Linked DNA regions of Sus scrofa: regions 2, 3 and 4 are each linked to region 1. A link is a contact called in public Hi-C and HiChIP or PLAC-seq data. All regions are on one chromosome and are shown on one strand. Each heading gives the region's core, a stretch centred on a gene start, on an enhancer-like site or on the middle of the called end of the contact. The rest is flanking DNA. Distances are from core to core; before and after follow the strand shown. Region 1 holds the start of CBFB (core-binding factor subunit beta). Region 2 holds the start of FHOD1 (FH1/FH2 domain-containing protein 1). Region 3 holds the start of EXOC3L1 (exocyst complex component 3-like protein). Region 4 holds the start of TMEM208 (transmembrane protein 208).

Evidence for each region. Hi-C and Micro-C count contacts between places; a contact is called where the count stands out from the background. HiChIP or PLAC-seq counts read pairs in DNA pulled down with a chosen protein or histone mark.
Region 2: an H3K27ac HiChIP or PLAC-seq map of skeletal muscle shows a contact between it and region 1. The contact joins the promoter of FHOD1 here to the promoter of CBFB in region 1. A contact is called at or near these places in 2 of 5 promoter capture datasets (fetal liver and liver), 5 of 47 Hi-C or Micro-C datasets (embryonic fibroblasts, heart right ventricle, liver and 2 more) and 2 of 2 datasets of contacts at active chromatin or transcription factors (alveolar macrophages and skeletal muscle).
Region 3: a contact with region 1 is called in an H3K27ac HiChIP or PLAC-seq map of alveolar macrophages. The contact joins the promoter of EXOC3L1 here to the promoter of CBFB in region 1. A contact is called at or near these places in 1 of 5 promoter capture datasets (liver), 1 of 47 Hi-C or Micro-C datasets (embryonic fibroblasts) and 2 of 2 datasets of contacts at active chromatin or transcription factors (alveolar macrophages and skeletal muscle).
Region 4: a Hi-C map of mesenteric adipose tissue shows a contact between it and region 1, with 2.3 times the contacts expected there. The contact joins the promoter of TMEM208 here to the promoter of CBFB in region 1. A contact is called at or near these places in 1 of 47 Hi-C or Micro-C datasets (mesenteric adipose tissue) and 1 of 2 datasets of contacts at active chromatin or transcription factors (alveolar macrophages).

The regions. Positions count from the first base shown.
Region 1 is chr6:27,682,404-27,685,810 of Sscrofa11.1, forward strand. It overlaps CBFB (core-binding factor subunit beta), which reads left to right and starts at 1,917. Exons shown (of 6, transcript XM_021094056.1): 1 at 1,917-2,308; 2 at 2,516-2,602. The coding sequence starts at 2,231.
Region 2 is chr6:27,881,192-27,884,609 of Sscrofa11.1, forward strand. FHOD1 (FH1/FH2 domain-containing protein 1) reads right to left here and starts at 1,886. Exons shown (of 24, transcript XM_021094071.1): 1 at 1,606-1,886. The coding sequence starts at 1,806. It overlaps SLC9A5 (sodium/hydrogen exchanger 5), which reads left to right and starts at 1,972. Exons shown (of 15, transcript XR_002344560.1): 1 at 1,972-3,418.
Region 3 is chr6:27,830,701-27,834,043 of Sscrofa11.1, forward strand. EXOC3L1 (exocyst complex component 3-like protein) reads right to left here and starts at 1,853. Exons shown (of 14, transcript XM_003126935.4): 1 at 1,755-1,853; 2 at 1,269-1,454; 3 at 890-1,093; 4 at 585-804; 5 at 1-41. The coding sequence starts at 684.
Region 4 is chr6:27,862,517-27,866,056 of Sscrofa11.1, forward strand. TMEM208 (transmembrane protein 208) reads left to right here and starts at 1,821. Exons shown (of 5, transcript XM_005664411.3): 1 at 1,821-1,959; 2 at 2,581-2,676. The coding sequence starts at 1,954. It overlaps LRRC29 (leucine-rich repeat-containing protein 29), which reads right to left and starts at 1,955. Exons shown (of 7, transcript XM_013998260.2): 1 at 1,709-1,955. The coding sequence starts at 1,955.

The DNA.
Region 1 (3,407 bases), core at 667-3,166:
GTAGCTGAGGCAAATGGTTCAGTGTACTCTCCCTCCCTCCTTTTGGGAAAACTGCTTTCTTCTTGTGAGCCACCCAGGAAGTCCAAAACTGCTCTCTTCTTCTTTCAACCATTGGCTTCTCTCTGAAGCTGCCAATCTCAGGCTCCCAACCTGTGATGAGAGAGCATGTGACATAAACTGGCCAGTATCATCACATCTGTCTAGACATGATAATTTGGCAGAGGGGAGAGTTTGTGACTCAGATTGGACCAATCTGGGAGATTGAGACTTGGGAGATGGAGAAGTGGCTGCTCCCATCCTTTGCCAGGAAATAAATGCCATCAAAGAGGCTCCAATAGACTTGAGCAGTAAGAAGAAACGAAGAAATAAAAGAGTCCCTCTCTGTGATATGTTTACTTAATACTGACACTTTGTAGTTTCAAGGTTTTTTTTTTTTTTTTTTTTAATTGGTTTTCTGTCACTTGCAACTGAAAGACACCTGAAAGAAATATTCTGAGATGGCTGGAGGCCCAACAATAGTGGTCGGTGACATCCATATTTATGTATATAATTTCTGTTTGTATAAATACACGCATTCACACAGCTTGGTGTAGGCTGGAGAGCATGCCCTTGGAAGGAGTTGATTCTATGTCTGCCTTTCAGAAAGAGTACGTTTGTTAAAACCACCAGCCTACACATTTGACTTTGCTGAAAACTCCCTCCCTAACCTTGGGTAATCAATCACTAACTGGACTTCAGTTACAGTGACCAACCAATCCAGTTTGCCAGCGACTGAGTGGTTTCCTGGGACACGGGACTTTTATTGCTAAAACCGGGATATTCCATCAACCTAGCTCAGTTCCATATCGATGAAAATGAGATTGGACCAGACAGTGGTGGGAAATTCTGCCAAACCCTGCATTCTGGCAGACATTGCCAAATGCCCTTGGCACTAATTCTTGTGAGTTTGAATATATCCTTACAATCCTTTGCAACAAGGCCAGCTACTGTCATTCATAGTCGGCACCAGTTTACCAGTTTACCATCCTTGGACTGAGTTTTTGACAAGCTGGGATTTTAAGGATAGAATCTATTGGGGACCAACTTCGAGTCAAGCTCTGCCATGAATCCCATGTCACACTCTCTCCAGCTTGCGCTCAATGACTTCCCTGGAACTTGTGGATCTTGTTTTTTAGGATTTGATTGCACATTTGTGTAAATATATGGACTGGCACTGGATTGTATAATTCAGCTTGTTCTTTAGAAATGTAAATTTATTGAGTGCACATCATGTGCTAGAACTATACAAAGGTTATCACTCTAACACTGTGAGCTTGTGAGTGTCTGCGTTTTGGAAACAAGCACACTGAGGCTTAGCCCCAGTGCCTGTGGAAGGGCCCCAGCCCGCAGGCAGTGAAGGTGAGCGAGATCCCTTTTGAGTCCCTTCTGACTCAACAGCTCTGACCTTTCCACCATGATGTGGATTCATTCGGATTCTTTCGTCTCTTCCACCTTTAGCCTTTGATGTGCACAGCCCACACCCATCCAGGTCGGTTTTCAGACGCAAAGTCTGCAAGGACTTAAGTTTCCTCGCCTTCACGTGACAGTCTGGGGCTACTCCGCGCTGCCGGGGAGCCCAAAAGTTCCAGACAGTGGAAAGAAAGGACTCGCGCAGGCCGCTTCCTGTCTCCTAGAACCGAGCAGACCCCCACAGGGTGATTCCACACAAAGTGGCCCGCGGGCGGGCCTGAGGGCGAGGGCCGCGCGGCAGGAGGAGCTCGGTTTCACTGCCGCCCTTGGGCGCCGCCAGCCGGAGGGCGGCGCATGCGCGGCGCGGATCGCGGAGTTGTGAATGGTGCGTTTTGTTTGCCGGAGTTTGGGGCGGGCGGGCGCGCGAGGAGGAGGGGTGGGGCCGGCGGGGGCGGAGCGGGAGGGCTAGCGAGGTGGGCGGCGAGAGGAAGTGGCTGCGGCGGCGGCGGCGGCGGCCGGGGGCGGCGAGTGCTGGGACCGCGCGGGCGGTAGGCAACGGCTGAGGCGGCGGCAGCGGTGCAGCGGCGTGGGTTGGGCTCGAGCGGGCAGCGGCACCTCAGACTCCCGGGAGCGGGAGCCCACGCGGGCGGGCGCCTGAAACAAAGGGAAGCGAGAGTCAGGGCGCCGCGGGTGGGCGGTCAGTCGGTCAGCGCGTAGCCGGCCAGCGGGTGCCCGCGCAAGCCCGGAGCCCGGCCGGCCGGCACGGCCTCAGGGCGGGAAGATGCCGCGTGTCGTGCCTGACCAGAGAAGCAAGTTCGAGAACGAGGAGTTCTTCAGGAAGCTGAGCCGCGAATGTGAGGTGAGGCAGGCGGGCGGGCGGCGGGGAGGCCGCGGCGCGCCCCGAGTGGGCCCGGGCGGAGAAAAGTTTGGGCTGCGCGGCCCGCGGAGGAGCAATCTCGCCCGGGCAGCCGTCTGCCCGCAGACTCTGCTTGCCCTTATCGGCGCCGCGCGGGGCGGGCGGCGTCGCGGATTTGGCTCCTGATTTCGGGCCGTCTCTGCCTTGCAGATTAAGTACACGGGCTTCAGGGACCGGCCCCACGAGGAGCGCCAGGCGCGCTTCCAGAACGCCTGCCGCGACGGCCGCTCGGAAATCGTAAGTCCGCTGGGCAGGGGCGCGGGGAGCGGGGCGCGAGGCGCGCTCAGGGCACTTGTTGCGCGGGGGCCGCCGGGGCCCAGGCGGGTTCCGCGCGGCGCCGCGGACGCCGCGGCTCCCGGAACTGAGCGGGCGCCGTCTCACTTCCTACTCGGGATTCAAAATGCGAAACCAGACACTGGCGGGCCGCGTCCTCGCGGGGAGACGCTTCCCTGTGGCCCTCGGTGGGCGGAATCTGTTTCCCAGACACGGCTCCGCACACACCGTGCGGTGAGTGGAACTCGAACCGGAGCCCAACTAAACAGGGCAAGGCCGCTGTAAGGGCTGTGTCACTGCTTAAAGGGTCAGGGTGTTATTAGTAGGAAGAAAACAGCCGTACGGAAAAAGAATTGGGCTTCGTTCAAGGTTCTAGTTCTTGGGCGTTAGTTTGTCTCTAAGACGCTAGATTTTTAGTAAATCTGTATGTGGAGCTGTCCCACTTTCAGGATAGCTGAGAGTAAATGAGAGTAAATCCAATTATCTGTTGTCCTAATAGAGGGAAAAAAAGTCCTCAAGAACGTGTCATTCTCTTCCTCGAATGTTAAGCCTCAGGAGACCCGGAAAGAAACCATTGGGTTTTTTCCAAAGCTAAAAAAACTCCCGTTTAGGCCTGCAATTCCTAAATAATTGCATAGCTTTGCAAAACTCACAGTTGATCTGAGGCCGTATTTTAGGTGGTAGATTTCGTACTTCATGGCTACCAAACCTAACGTGGAAAAAAAATTCAGGTGTTCTAGTTTCTCCCATCTTCTGATTTTCCCTATTG
Region 2 (3,418 bases), core at 636-3,135, 200 kb after region 1:
TCCTGAAAGTGGGGAGACCAGGAAGGACCAAGCTAGGGAGTATGTAACACATTATCCTTGCTTTCAGCAAGGGAGCAGAGAACAGAAGGCAGAGCACCTGGTGAGGGGGTGGTGGTGGTGTGCTCCTAAATGAGGGGGAGGGGTGAGGGTAATTCTGAGCCTCTCTCCTATAGCTGACCTCCCAAACTTGCCCCTAATTGGGAAAAGGGGTGTTATGGCTAAGTCCTGTCCTAGAGTTGGAGTGGGAGGAATACTCTGTTCTCTGTTGTGCTCCAGGCTTATTTCAGTACTAGGAGTTCTGGGAGCCTGGAAACAAGAACCTGGCCTCAGTTCAGTACCCTTCTCTCCCCTGCGCCCATCTTGAAAGGGAGGTGGCCTCTGGCTGGAGGTGCTTCTTTCAGGCCCATTTCAGTTTGCTCCTTTGAACAGGGCAAGACAAGGAGGAGTGGCATCAAAACTCTGGAGAGGGCAACATGCTACACTCTTCAGTCCTTGTCTTCAAAGCCCTGGCTCTGCTCAGACACGCGCCACTCCCCAGGCCAATAGTCTCAGCACCTCTCCCGCCTGCGCTTGGAGGCGGGGCTGCCCCGCAGCGCTAGGAATGCAAGCTGGGGGCCCGGCGCCTGGGGCACATTCCAGGGGAGACCCTGGGCCCGGGGGGCAAGTTTACGCAACTCGGCGTCCAGCTAAGCCTGGGAGCAGCGGAGGGCACCCCCATCAACTCTCTCCTCTCTTCCTCATCATTTGGTGCGGAATGGCTGGTGGGACACTGCGAGGAGTAGTAGTGCGCCTAGCAGAGTTCTGGCCCGGAAACCAAGTGCACCGGAAAAGGCCGCCTGCGGGGGGCTGCGCGGCTAGCAGAAGGGGAGGTAGGGCCGGCCATCTGGAAATGGGCCTTTCCCGGCACTGTGCACGAGTCGGCTCTGGGGCGCAGGCAAACTAGAGCAGGCCGGCAGTTTAAAATTAGCCCGGCCTGCTCCCTCCCTTCCAGCCCCCGGCGGCTGCCGGCAGCTGCACGGGATGGTGGGGGCGGTGACTCAAAGGACTTTTCCACCAGTGCAGCCTCCCGCCAGTGTCCCGGGTCAGGCTGCTTCCCGGGGACTCCCCCTCACCCCGTGAAGTCTCTTCGCCGCCGCACTCCCAAGCCGAACTTCCACCTGCAGGGACAACACTCAGCCCAGCAGGACCCAATCCAGCCTCTAGACACCTCCAGTGGCCCGCCCCCGGTCCGCCCCTCCTCGTGGTCCCGCTTCCACCTCACCTGAAGCAGATGAAAGCTAGCCGGTCCTCAGCTCCGCCTCCTAGGTCCGCTACCACCCAAACACCTACCGCCACCCTATCCAGAGCAGTTAATCAGGCAAAAAGGCAGCGAGCGAAACCCGAGCGCCTCCCCCAGGTGGGCCTCATTTTCAAGGGACAGCTTGCGTGGCGCGCACAACCACCTCCCTTCTTCAGCTTCCTTCAATTTGAGAAGCGGCCCCCCAAGCCAGGCAACGTAGACCTTGGGTACCTAACCCAAAACTTTCCTGGTAGAGCACCCAAAGGCTTTCACGGCGCCAACCCTGAACCCTTGGTGGCCCCCAGCTTTTCTCCCGCTCCCCTCACCTTGAGCGGCGCCCCCAGCAGGCGGTGCAGCGCGGGTATCTGCGCGCCCAGGGGCAGCGCCCCGTCCAGGCTGCAGGTGGGGGCCCGGCGCGGCTCCGGGAAATTGGCACATGCGAAAGGGTCGGTGTCTTCTAGGTACTGTACCCGCACGGTCACCACTGATACCGGCTCCCCGTCCCCGCGGTCCTCCTCGCCGGCCATGGCTCAGACCCTGGCTCGAGCCGCGCACCTCTGGGCGGGTCCCGGCCCAGCCGCGGCGTCTACTCAACTAGTTCTGCTGTCTGGGCGGGGCCAGACCCGACGCTGGGGGAGAGGGGCGGAGCCATACGGAGGCGGGCCCGAAGAAGGGGGTGGGGCCAATAGTAGTCTCCCAGCGCGCGAGGTGGAAGCAAGCACCGCTGGTGGCGGAGCTTGCAGCCAAGAAATTCAGAGGGCATGATAGTCCTGTTGGTTCATTGGCTAGTCCGGCAGGAAAATTCGAGCTCGCGCACACCCCTTTCGAGAGCGCGCAGAATCTGGGAAGCTCTTTGGGCTTGGGGGCCGTGAAACTGCGCTCTCTTGGGGTTTCTTAGGGCAAGGTGGGTTGGAAGTTTCTTAAGACCATGGGTAGCCAGGTTCCTCTCGGTGTAAGGACGAGATGCTCCTGATTCCTTCAATTGAGGGATGGATGAAGTGGATGGGCTCCCCTTATTTGGGGAAAGCAAGGGAATGGGTCTCTTTCAGCTTGGAGCAAGGAGTGAAAATAGATTACACTCAATTCGAAGGAAAAGGTGGGATCATTTACCTTTAATTGGAGGAAGAAGAAGGACGTGCCCCTCACTCTGGGAAAAGGATGGGATGACAAGTTCTGCGGGGAGGTGAACTTATTACACTCAATTTGAGGGAAGAACTGGGTGGGTTGCCCTTCAGCTGCAAAGAAAAGTGGAATCGGCCCTTTTCTATTTGGGGAGAGATAAGCTGAAAGGCCCTTCAGATTTGGGGGAAAAGGTGGGTAGGTCCCTCTTAGTTTGAAGGGAATCGATAGGGTGCGGTTTCCACAGTTTAGGGAAGATCCCCTAAAAGATAACGTTTGCTTCATTGAGTCTCATGGAAAAAGTGAGACGAGTTCACTGTATTCTAAAGGAAAGGGAGGCCGAGTGCCCCTCGGTTTGGTAAATGAAGAGAAACAACCTCTTTCTTAGCTTGGAATGGGATGGGCCCAATCTGGGCCTTGGGGTTTCTGGGGACGGCGGGGACAGTTGTCCCTCTCGGCTTTCTATTAGAGCCCAGTGCGCGTGCGCAGCTCTGGTGCGGGCGGGGGCGCGAAGGGTCTCAAGCTTCTGAGGGCTGCGCGGAAGTCGGTGGCGCACTGCCCCCTGCAGTCTGCACGGGGCATGCCGGGGCCCGCGGCCTCATTACCCAGGGTCGGCTGCTTACAGCCGGCGGGCACTCCAGTGGCAGTGCCGCATTCCTCCCGCCTGGACCCCGGTCCCTGGCAGACCCCGTCACCCTCGCCTCCGGCCAGTTCTACGCAACGGTGTCCCTAGAGGACTGTGGCCGCTCACGGCTCTGAATCCGGGTCGGGGGAGGTTTAGAGAAGGTTTGGGGGAGCGGACTCGATGGAATAGGTTGCAGGACTTAGGGGAAGGCTGCGCCGGGGAATTTCCAGAGCCGAGACAGATTTAGAGCGGAGGAGCAAGGGTCCAGACTGCCGACGCTCAGGGCAGGGGCTCCGAGTCCGGACCTGGCTTGGGGGAATCGGAACTAGGATTGGGGGCAGCGGGCCCCACGTGCTCGTGACGCGGGGGCGGTCGGTAGGCGGTGGCGGCGACGC
Region 3 (3,343 bases), core at 603-3,102, 150 kb after region 1:
GGCATCAATCAGGGTCTGTGTGTGGGCCACTGCAGCCGGCACTAAGCAGGGAGAAGAGACAGCCCTGGGTCTCAGCCTTCCCACCTGGGCAGTGGTTACAGCAGTGGATGCAAAGCTCCTGGGGGCAGGGTGATGTGTAAAATATTCAATAATCAGCACAGTAGAGCATGGCCAATCTCACAGGACCCAGGAAGGGCTGCATGGTGAGCCAGGCTTAAACCCTTGAGCTGATGGAACATAAGGAAGTCGGGGGGCCTGGAGGGAAGGCTGGGAGGAACTCAGGGGCCATGCCAGTGGCTATTCATCTACCCTGTTTAAGAAATATTTCAATAAATTAACAGCCAAGGTGGCTAGAGCCACTTGACTGGGTGTCAGTCCTGACTCCGACTTTCCATGCTTGGGCACCCCAGCATGAGCTAATGTGCACCCTGCTTCATATGCCATTTAAAGCCCGAGCTACTGTCTGGGAGGTCCCCGGTGTGTCCCTCCACGCGGTCTCCCACCGCTGCCCCAGCCCCTTGATCAGTGGTGGTGTTTGTTGACTAGCTCTTGGAGGGCTGAGGCCCAGGGCCTTGCACACTCACCAGCTCGCAGCCGGGGCAGCAGCTGAGACATGGCCTGCAGTTGCTTGTGCTGGACAACCTGCCTCTGAAGGGGTTCTAGGGTCTTTGCAGCCTCGGCCATATCCCGGAGCAATCCACGGGCCTGGCCCAAGGCCTCACGGGCTCCCTGCACGGCTTCAAGAGCCCGGGCCAGCTGCCACACACCAGTCTTCACACCCTCCAGGTAGGACTGCACCACCGACTGGGGGAGAGAGGCCACCAGTGAGGCCTGGCCAGTCCCACAGCCCGCCCCCAGCACTCCTGCCTCCTGCCTGCCTGAGGCCCACCTTGATGCGTGCTTCCAGAGAACAGGTCCGCTGCACCTCGCGGCTGCGGTACTGGCCCAGCCTGGCCAGCTGTTCCGGCCGGTAGAAGACACCTGAGGCCCACTTGAGTGCTGCACCCCGGGCCAGCTGCTCCGCCCTCTCCTGCTCCGGCCACTCAGGTCCTAGGCAGGAAGAGCCTGGGCAGCCGCATCTTTTGGGCAGGGCCTACAGGAAGCGGCTGCCACCGAATCTGCTCCCCTACTCAGCCTGTTCCCCCAGAGCCCATCCCCCCCCACCTCTCCCCTGCTCTCCGACCAGACCTGGCAGGGAAGACTCAACCCCACCACCCCCATCTTTCTTGAGGCCATCCCTCCCTCAGCCCACCCAGAAGGGCTCCTACCCGGGGGAAATGCAGGCTGCATTTTGTTGTTGGCTGCTGAGTCCATGGCTGGCCCTGGAGAAGCTGGAGCAGAGGCAGGAGTGGGGGTGAGGTGGTCCAGGTTAGCACAGGCAGAGTGGGTGCTCCTCTGAGCTGCAGCCTCTGTCAAGGTCCCTCTGAGCAGGAGGAGGCCTTCCTAAGGAAGCGCTTCAGGAGATGCGAGGGAGGTGGATGTGATGAGGAGGCACCTGAGACGCCTTCGCCTGCTGGGTTTCTCAGTTTTGCCCCTCAGATGCCAAGTGAAGCCGGGTAGGCACAGGCCGTCACTGGACACCGCTCCGCTCGCACTCTCAGTTGCAGAGGACAGTTTGATACGGGACTCTCTAGCCTTGACCAGGCGTCCAGTTCTCCCTCCCCCACAAATAGCCTTAGCCTTGAGGCTGGCCCTCTCCCCCAGCCCTCTGGGCAGAACTGGGTACTCCCTCCACTGGCTCCCGAGGCCCACACCTTGGCAAGCAGCAGGAAAATTCCTCTCCCCAAGGAAGCCTCTGTCCCACCTCCCTGCCCAGGAGCTGCCTCCACCCTCCAAGGTCCCGCCCTCCCCAAGGCCACATGCAGAAAGGAAGGAAGCTGAGTCTCTGGTACTTTATTCCCAACAGGAAAGAGCATCTGCATTGTGGGACGGGGTGGGGAGGGCTGGGCGCCACTTCCTTGGGGGGAGGGGGGTGTACGCCTGTGATTACTGAGTTTTGAGCAGCCTAAGACCTCTTAGTGCTCAGCACACAGACGTGAACTAGATGGCCCCAGCTTGCATGGAGCGCAAGCTTTGCAAAGTTGAACGACGTCACTGTGTGAAAATCGCTTCGATGGGCCCTTCAGAGGCAGGTGTGTACCTCTGCAGAGAAGCAAGAGACCACAGGCTGTCGTGAGGAAGGTGTGTGAGGGGTGGTAGCGGAGAGGGGTGGAAGAGTTAGAAAACCTGTGTTTGTCTTGAGAGTTAAAGGGAGCCGTGGAAGGGACTACTAGGTAGTAACAATGTAGTGGACACTGGCTGCCACCCAAATCCACCCTTCAGGACAGAGACTTGTTCACCTAGTTGTCAGGAAGGTAGGCTGCGGAGGTCTCACAGCTGAGTCTCTCCATCAGTGTTAGGGTATAAAGGCTGAGTACTTTGCCTTGGAACGCTTTAGAAAGCTCACCCCAGTTTCAGATCTCCTATTAGGATAGGCCGAGTCTCCTATTCTAGCTATATTGCACTTTAATTCTCCTCTCAGCCCGATTCTGCCTGTCTTTCTCCATTACAGGTGTGGATACTCAAACTTCCTGCAGGCAGATCCCTTTCTCAAAGGCTATTTCCAGAAGTACTTGACCTAAAATAAACAATGACAGTGTTAAAAATAACACAGTGAGGAATTCCCTAGCAGCTCAGTGGGTTAAAGATCTGGCCCTGTCACTGTTGTGGTTGTCACTGCTGTGCATGGGTTAGAGCCCTGGCCCTAGAACTTCTGCATGGCATGGGCGTGGCCAAATCAATAAATAACAAATTGAGGAGTTCCCCTTGTGGCTCAGTGGGTTAAGAACTTGACATAGTGTCCGCAAGGATGCAGGTTCAATCCCTGGCCTTGCTCAGTGGGTTAAGGATCTGGTATTGCTGTGGCTGTGGTGTAGGCTGGCAGCTGTGGCTCAGATTCAACCCCTAGTCCTGAGAACTTCCATATGCCACAGGCACAGCTGAAAAACAAAAACAAAAACAAATTGATACTAGCAAACATAATTTGTCCACATGCCAGGAACTAAATACTTTACGTATATTTACACATAGGTAAACATGTTTGCCTTCGTTGAAAAATGGTTATAATTCCATGGCATCCAAGCACTGCAATGTGGAGATGAGAGAAAGTTGAGGCTGGGTTCAGGGAAAGAGTGGTGATGGAGACAAGTGGACAAGTTAGATGTATTTAGTGTTTGCTCTTTGGCAGGACGTGAAGCACAGGAATAGGGTGGGTGATCCAAGACAGTGCGGCAGCCATTAGGAGCAGGTTTGGGAAAACACATTGGGTTCATCAGGCATCATGGGCTCCTTTCCTGAGATGGGG
Region 4 (3,540 bases), core at 571-3,070, 180 kb after region 1:
GAACTGGATTCCTTCCACAGTCTCCCACCTGATCGCCCTGCCTCCAGGCTCATCCTTGCTAATCAATCTGCACACTGCAACAAGGTTAGTTTCCTAAAAAAATAGCTTTCAGTTTCAGTGCACTCCTGATGAAAACCTTCAGCGTTCCCTAGTACCCTCAAAACAAAATCTCTTCTCCTGGGCCAGTGCGGCCAGGCCTCCAGGCCTGACTGGACCTCTTGTCCAAGAGCTTCCCCAACCCAGTCTCCTCACTAACCTACAAACACAGCCTGTCTACTTCCTTATTTCCTTTTGCCTATGTGGATCTTTTCCCTGGAATGTTCTTCCTTAAGCCTGACCTCACCAGCGCATTCTGATCTCTTCTTCCCTTTTCTGATCCCCAGTACACAGAAGGTACTCAGCCAACACTTACGGATTGAATGAAGTAAGGATGGATGGTCTTTTACCTTGATATTCACCAAAGGTTTGCTCAAGGAAGGGGTGGGAATATAAAGCAGATCATTACTGGGAGAACAGCCTCTGGGCCAGGGAAGCTGAGCCTGGGGAAGAGATCACTGATGGGGACTGGGACTGATCAAACCCCTGTTCCCAGGGGAAGGTAGGAAAACCTGTCTCAGTTGAGGTAAGATAGTGGCCATCCTGCCTTCTGGGGCTCAGCAACCAACCCAAGGAGCAAAGGGAAGGCAATAAAGCTGGCCTCACTGAGGGGAGGAAGCATGATTCTTTGAGCTGAGAAGGGAGGAGGCCTTTCCAGAGGGACCAAAAGAGGCAACGATAGGGAGGAGTGGTCATGCTATGAACCCCATCCCAAGGAACTACTAGAGATATGACTGGTCATCTCTGAGATCTTTGGGGATGGAATAGATATCCTCTGGGGCAGAAGGAGGAAAGGATCCCATGGCAGGGGGCTCACTGGGGTTGGAGCTGTCTTGTTTTTGCTAAGGGGAAGGAGCACCATTCTAAGGACCAGTGGGGAAAGGGTGGCATGTCTCCCTTGGGCTGTGGGAGGGGGCTGCCAAGTCTCAGAGCAAAAAGGATGGAGAGGCCACCGAAAGAGACCACTGGGGACAAAATCTGTTACCTCTCTACGGACAATGGCAGCAGAGTGGTCTTGCTCCCGGCTAAGGAAAGAGAAAACATCCTATGGGGTGAAGGGGGTACGGATGGCCATCACTATGGGCAGAAGGAGTCCGGGGGCAGGCCTCTCCCCAGGGAAGGAACTCAGAGACCATGCCTGAAGTTGATGGGAAGGGGCAGTCAGTTGCCCACCGCCAGGTGAGGGGGGCGGGGGCGGGGGCGGCGTCTCTCTGGGAGGAGGGAATGGAGAGACCATTCCAAGGGCCAATGGGGACAAGATAGGGTTACCCTTGGGGATGATGGGATGGAGCCGATATCTTCCAGAATTGAGGGGGAGGGGCGGCCATCGCAAGAGATGGGGGGTAGGCAGAGGCCCTGTCCTCGTTGAGGTGAAAGAGCAACAATCTCCTGGGGCCGATGGGGACGGAGAGGATGGTCCCTCAAGGTAAGCGGACGGAGTGGCCCAAAGGCGGGGCCATTACCCATAGCCTGCTGGTCCTAGGAGCTCCCGATCGGGTCGTTTCCGCCAGACGGGCGGGGCCAGGCGAGCTATCTGACAGCCCTCCCCACAGCCTGGGACCCCGAGGGCGGGGTCTGTCCCGAGCTAGGCCAGAGGGCGGCCTCCTCTCACCTCCAGGGGCAGCGACTCCGCCATCGCATCCCTGCCGCCTCCGCCCCCGCGCAATGCTTTCTGGGAAGTGTAGTCCGGCCGACTCTGCTGGGCGGAGCTTGGGAAGGAAGTGGACGTCCCATTTCCGTCCCAGTTGCTGACGATTTGGGTCTGCACCGGAAGTGCCTTGCTGCCGATGTGTTATCCAGTGACTGCGGTTTCTGTCGTTCTCCCTTCTTTCCCAGCCTGGGTATTTGCGTCGCACCATGGCGGTAAGGAGGGCGGGTGGGGCGGAGTCGTCATGGCAAAGCGGTCCCGGGGCCAAGAGACTGAAAACAGAAGGAGGACCGCAAGGGACGTGGGTCGGCCAGAGAGGGGCGCCATCCAGTGGCTGGGCCGTACCAGATCGAGGTGGGCAGTGGAGAGGCGAAGGACCTTACCAGAAGTCTTGCCCGAGTGGGCTAGGCTTCCGTACCAGACAGTATCAGGACTAGCTAGAGGTTTGAGAGGCCTACGCCGCGTCAGCTCAGATCTGGTCTACTCCTGCAGAGGCCCAAGAGGGGCACCATTCAAGCCCACTCAGAGGAGTCCCTTCTAAAGGGTTTGTCCGCTCACAACTGAGTTATCAGAGGATCCAGGAGATACTGTCCTAGTATTGGATTGTTCCCATCCGGAGCAGGAGGTAGTCATTGCTGCGTGTGCAGGGAAGATGGTGTCAGCTCTAAGCAGGACAGTTTGGAGAGGTGGACATTCCAAGGATTGTAATAGATTTGAGCACCATGGGGATGTCAGATGAGGTACAGATGGAACTCTGTAGCTAACCAGAATGGTGGGAAAGTAGAGAAGACCCTGGCTGACGAGGGTTCTGACAGCATCTCACCATCTCTCTGCAGCCTAAGGGCAAAGTGGGCACGAGAGGGAAGAAGCAGATATTTGAGGAGAACAAAGAGACCCTGAAGTTCTATCTGCGGATCATACTGGGGGCCAACGTAAGTGCTTGCTTCCTTGCTAATGTGCCCACCCAGGGTCCCGCAGTCTTCAGCTCTGTTTGGTGGGGTGGAGTGGTGGTGGTATGTGACAGCCAAAGCCTGAAAAGAAAACTCCAATTGAAATTAAATGAGGGAGTTCTTTTTGTGGCTTAGCGGTTAATGAACCCAACTAAGATCCATGAAAGATGCAGGTTCTATCCCTGGCCTCACTCAGTGGTTTAAGGATCTGGCACTGCTGTGAGCTGTCGTATAGGTTGCAGATGTGGCTCAGATCCCACATGGCTGTGGTGGTGGTGCAGGCCAGCAGCTACAGCTCTGATTCAACCCCTTGCCTGGGAACTTCTGTATGCCCCAGGTGCGGCTCAGATAAAAAAATTGGGGAGTTCTCTTTTGGTGCCTTGGGTTAAGGATTTGGCATTGTCACTGCAGCAGCTTGGGTCATTGCTGTGGTGTGGGTTCAGTCCCTTGCCTGGGAACTTCCACACACCTCAGGTGTGGCCAAAAAAAAGAGTTCCCTGTTGGCTCAGTGAGTTAAGGATCTGGCGTTGTCACTGCTCTTGCTCTCGTTACAGCTGTGGCATGGGTACAGGCAAAAGAAAAATAAGGAATAAACATTGGAGTTCCCATTCTGGCTCAACGGGTTAAGAACCTGATGTAGTGTCCGTCAGGATGAGGGTTTGATCCCTGGCCTCACTCAGTGGGTTAAGGATCTGGCATTGCCGCAAGCTGTGGTGTATGTCACAGATGCAGCTCTCACCTGAGGTTGCTGTGGCTGTGGCGTAGGATGGCAGCTGCAACTCTGACTTGACCTCTAGCCCAGAAACTTCCATATGCCTCAGGTGTAGCCATAAAAAGAAAAGAAAA